Regions from separate parts of the Anas platyrhynchos genome. Here region 1 is linked to region 2. The links are chromatin contacts, called in public Hi-C maps. All regions are on one chromosome and are shown on one strand. The core of a region is the stretch at or near the end of the contact, and the rest is flanking DNA. Distances in the headings are between cores, read along the strand shown.

Region 1 (2,700 bases), core at 53-2,552, 62 kb after region 2:
TCTGACTTGGAACATACGGCTTGGAGCAGAGCTGGATTTCTGTTATGCAATGACTGATCTCTTCCAGCCTACCAATATCTGGGGCAAAGAAATTGTGTCTTCAAGAGCATCAGCTCTAGATGAGCAGAAAATGAACTGACAACACGGAGATGTCAGCAGATGATGCATGACGTGTTTATTTACTTGGGCAGAGCTGGAGTGGCAGCAATAGAGCATGCATCTTTTTTTAATTATTATTAGGAAAAAAAAGTGGAGAATATTCAACAAGGAAGGACCTTAATTCAGTATAAAGACAGAAATTTTATTGTGATGGTGAAGATAAGTGAGGAATGGTATTGTACCTTCTGAAGTATTTCTGGTGCTTCTTTTAGAAAAGTACCAATTGAAAAAAAAAAAAGTGGCTGATTCCATTTCTGGCTCAGACAAATGTTTCTTGTAAGTGCATGATATACTTCGGTCCTAACCTGTAAAATACTGGATTGAAAAGGTTCATACTGTTATCAATATAGCTTCATCAAAATGCTGCCATAACTCTTGCCCTGTAGTGTCTTCTACTGAAAACAAAAACAAAAACAAGAAAGCCCTTAGAGATCTGTACTCAGTTCTGGTGAAAATTAATGGAAATCTGGTGAAATCTGGCTTTAGAGAATACCTCTTTATGAACTCTGATTCTGAAGCATTTCTGGCTTTGACTTACAGTATTATGTGCTACAGTGGCACCTAAAGCTTGGGAGCCCTTCGAGCTGGTACCAGCTCAAAGGCTTGCAACTGGACACCATCTCTTAATGGAGATGGAGTCTTGATTCGATTTGTTGCTCTTTATGTAGCAGGGAGGGAGCCTGTGCTTTGCCCCAGAAAGCTGAGGCTCTGTGACGTTTACCACTTCCATATAAACAAGCTTCATTAAGACATAAACAGGTTTGAGCTAAATTATACATGAATTTACATGATAACTATAGACTTCTAAGCAAATTCCTTTTGAAAGGATTTGGCTGGCGAGACTCCAGCAGCATCCTTTTATGAGAAAGATGGGGTAGAAATGCAAAGTAAGGCTAGCACAGCCCAAACTACAAAGATGGGAAATAACCTAACAGGAGCTGAAGATGTGCATCACCAGGAGCCACTTGCTGTGTGCCCCAGTCCCTTCCCAGTAAGGAAGGCAGAGTGAAAGAATATGGAAAGTATTTGCACAAATCCTGTAATCCAGAAACCTCATGAAGAAAATCTGAACAGCCTAACAGTGTCAGTCTGCCTGTGCTGCCCTAGGACTGCCTGGCTGTGGCTGTGGCCTGGAGTTACCTTCCTGCCTTATCACCACTTTGCTTGCAGAGCACTTGTTTGCGAAATGCCTCTGCATGGAGAGCAGAGCTCCCTCACCTACATTTCTTCCCCAAAGAACAATACTCCTAGCACTAAAGGTTGCGTAATTGAACATCTGAACACATTAAAAAGTGCTCTCAAATCATGTGGGAAATGCAAGAATATTTTTTTTTCTTTCTGATACTACTTTTGTGTGTGTGTGTGTGTGTGTGAGAAGACTCTCCACCTTTATGGCTGGCTTCTTGCTACCTTCAAAGTTATTACCAGTTCTTCTCTGCCCCTCGCTGATCACTGTGTCCCAAAACTTTCACTGTTCATATTAGCAGATGTGATGGTGAGGCTGGGAACTGATTTGCAGGCTGCTTCTAACTTCTATTGCTTTTTAAACCAAAAGCAGCTAAAGCACGAGAAAACCCTGGATAAAAGACAGCTCTGCTCTGTTTAGGAGAGGATTATTGTGGCTTAAGTTAAACTTCTCCCTAAATCAAATTGACATAAGCTTGCTTGATATCTATTTAAGTTTCCATATTATTTTTGCTCTTGTTTAATTAAATCCATTTTAAATTATGCTTTAAGGCAAACCTGCACAACTCTGTATGTACGTACATAAGCTCTCAGATGGTGTTACCAAGATCCCATTTGGAAATGGTACAGCTCATTAGCTTTGCTGGCTCCCAGACAGTTCAGAGCAGTTTGAATTTCCTGCCAATTCAATGGCATTATTTAGTTTGTATTTAAAAGCTCGTGTTTCCTTTTGACCCATGATGGTCAGCGAGCACAAGCACTGAAGGGCCTGGTCTTTCATCAGCGTCTGCAAGTGGAGAAGAGCTCTGAGACTCTGGATGAGTGCAATGCACTGCCTTTTGCTTCCTTTTACTGCTGTTTTATGGAACAGAAGGAAGAGACAATGCGAGCTTTTGTATAAAAGTGAGGTGACCTTTCCAAGTTACATGTGGGATCTGCTGCTGTTTCTATAGAGACCAAATGCATTAACCTGAGTCAAGTGGGAATGCCTGCAGCTCATTGAAAGGGATAGCGTTTCTCAGAGAAAGCTGGAAGATTTAAGTAAAAGGCTTGATTCATGTGTTTTACTTTTTAAACAAAAGGAAGCTGCATTTAGGCTTGAGCAAGGACATACTTTTTGTGTCTAGTTTCATCTTCCAATTTCCAATTTGCATAGCCCTTATCAAACAACTTTCTTGCTCTAGGGTCCCAAATGCTTCCTTGACTGAATGCAACTCTACAGGAATTGTTTTCAGACCCATGAAAGATGCTTCTTGCACAGGCAAAAAGTCTCCAAAAGTACTCTAAGATGCTGCTTAGTTTGTTTACCCTGCTTCCATGAACTCCTAAACTGAAACCAAACCTCCACTCAAAGCA
Region 2 (2,700 bases), core at 53-2,552:
CAGCCATCATCCACCTAGACACAGGCATCCTGCAGCAATGCCCAAAGATGTGCTTAGGCCTCACTGTGGAAAATCTTTTCTTTTTCTTCACTTTTTCTCCTCCTTTCCCCTTTAAACCTATTTGTCAATTCCTACAAAGACTTACACTCCCTGCTTTCGGTTGTAACAGGCTCCCAACAGCTGAACCCACGGGCACAAAGGTGACTGAGGTATTTACTCCAGCACACTTTCTGTGAAAACCGAGGGAAATTCAAGAAGGATCTTTGACCAGGCATTACCGAGGCTGAGACTTGTCAATTCATAATTTTAACACTCTGCAGAAAGTTTGTTGTTCGAAACCATATAGAGGAAATCTGAGCTGCAATTTTCCCCCATCTTTGATCAATGTGCCAGCACGCTGCTGTGAAGTGAAACAGCGTGGGCTGGCAGATGAGAATTTTCCCCAGGGGCATTCCGTTGGGAGCACAACAGCGCTGACTTAACAAGGAAATAAATCTTAAAATATATGAATGTTGCTGTGTACATGCTTTTGTGGCACTTAGGGAAAAGAAGTCAAAATAATTTAAAAATACAGAAGCCTTTATTCTACAGTTCTTTGGCTTTTTAACACTTCTGTGTATACTGAATTTAGCATCTACATGCTAGAAGACAGAGCTGTGTTTTCATGACAGTCGCATCTTGAAACATCTCCACATCCTGCCTTTGTAGTCCCTTGCGGGTTGAGCTTTCCCTTGAGCAGGGAGGATGGAAGCCAGGCAGATACCAGCAGAGGGCTGGGAGTTTCCAGTCCTAGCAACACAGGTGTAGTTATGGCTAAACCCCTAACTTCTTTATTAACAACATTCAAGTGTAATTGCATTTTTGTAAAAACATCTCTCCTGTGGTTGAAACTTGTAACTCCCTCCCTGCACAGCTGCTTTTGGCTGCTATCCTGCTGCCAGGAGGTCCAAGACTGACAGGGCTCCAGGAGTCACCCAGAAAGTCATAGAATCTCTGAAGGTGACACTGTTCCCCCCTGCCTTGGTTACTTTTAGCAGAAACTTGAGGCTGTAGCTTTTTGAAATGACATTATATGCATGTGATGAGATCATAGAAACCACCTTTTGGAAATGAAGAGCTGAATTTTCTGTGGGGTAACTTTCTTGCCAAGACTTACTAGCTTTGGGTAGCAAGATCAGTGTAGGGTATAGGAGCTGACTTCATCAGGAGTGTCTGGTACATCACGAGTGTCAAGTACGCTAACTCAAATTGGGAGCAGCACCAGATGAAGTTTTGTAATCAATCCTGCAGCTCCTAGAAGCTGCAAGGACAGAAACTCCAGCTGTTCCTCTGAGCTATTGTGTCATTTCTCCCCCCTCCCACCATCCATTACCAGACAAACAAAGCTTCTTAGGAGAAACAATAGGACTTTGGCAAGCAACACCCAACTCTTTCTGAAGTTCAGCTACATGGCACGAAGAGTTCAGAATCTCCTATTGTTTCCTTTTTACACTCTTCACAGCTCATGGGGATCAGCCATAATCCTTTCATGAGAAGGTATACTGGAACTGCAAACATTAAGCAATACATACCCCAGCAGTATTGGGAAGTCAAGCAATAGTTTTCTAATGTAGCCTGATCAACATTTTAGATAACACTTTTGCAGAAAGCTATCCATGAACACCAATTTGCTCTTACATTGTTTTGCATGCTGTTGAATCTTATAGGGCAAGTGAAACATCCAGAACAGATTACCTAGTACTCAATTTCCAGAAAATGTAACTACATTTTGTTAAAACCACCTACAGGAATTCTGAACCCACCCTTCCCCATTACAAAGAGCTGTTAGCCTCCACTTGTGCTCCACACTTTCATTCACCAACACAGGCCTAGGTTTTCAAGAGCCTGAGATAGAGCCAATACTTGCCAGGCTCTTGTCTGAACCTGCACCTTGGCTTTCACTGAACCCCTGCATAGCTTTTCAAGACAAGGCAAAATATATTTACAAAAAAGTCACAGGCATTGCCTGAATTCAGCCTCTACCATTTAACCTGTCAAACCCTTCCTTAATTAGGAGTTCTAACTACTGGGATTATTTTTTATTAGGGATGTCTAGGTACTTCTAATTATATTGGCTGTGTAATTAGAGTTATGCTTGCCTATTTTAACAGCTTGATTTTGTTGAATGCTTTAAATCAGCTGCCTATATTAACATCTATTTAGATTAATTTACAATCCATTTCAGTCAGCTGCCATAGAATGATGGATTAGATATTAATGTAATTCTATTAGCACTGAACAAAGTCTTTGGGAAAGGCGGAATATTTGCTTTAGCACCACTGTACACCACTACAATAGTTAGTCAACCTTCTTTGATACATATGCCCCTATTCTTCCACTCTCCTTCCCCCCCTCAGAATTCATATACACCCGAGGAAACTGCTCCCTTAGAAAGATGACCCACAATATTCAGACTATAAATGTGAAAAATCTGTATTTTCAGTTCAGTAATACTGCAGAAGAGGTTCAGAAAAATAAGACTCATAAGTAACACAAAATAGATTTTTAAAGTCCTTTATTAACCTGAATATAAAAAGACAGAAGTTGCCTACGATATAGGACAAAGCTCTTGCTTCATGAGGAAACAAAATTTTCTTTACAAAGTGAAAAAATAAATACCCTCTTAGAGTAAGGTTTATATGCTAATGTGTCATAAAAAAG

The links. Hi-C and Micro-C count contacts between places; a contact is called where the count stands out from the background.
Region 1: a Hi-C map of skeletal muscle shows a contact between it and region 2, with 4 times the contacts expected there. The contact joins two enhancer-like sites. A contact is called at or near these places in 2 of 8 Hi-C or Micro-C datasets (liver and skeletal muscle).

Annotation. Positions count from the first base shown.
Region 1 is chr2:107,300,694-107,303,393 of IASCAAS_PekinDuck_T2T, forward strand. No RefSeq gene overlaps it. Among named protein-coding and RNA genes, the nearest start is that of MYLIP, 47 kb to the left of the region's middle. Within about 2 kb of position 1,303, at least 5 of the 8 cell types and tissues checked have an H3K27ac peak or open chromatin away from gene starts, as enhancers often do.
Region 2 is chr2:107,238,694-107,241,393 of IASCAAS_PekinDuck_T2T, forward strand. It overlaps MYLIP (myosin regulatory light chain interacting protein), which reads right to left. Exons shown (of 7, transcript XM_027451262.3): 7 at 2,538-2,700. Among named protein-coding and RNA genes, the nearest start is that of MYLIP, 15 kb to the right of the region's middle. Within about 2 kb of position 1,303, at least 2 of the 8 cell types and tissues checked have an H3K27ac peak or open chromatin away from gene starts, as enhancers often do.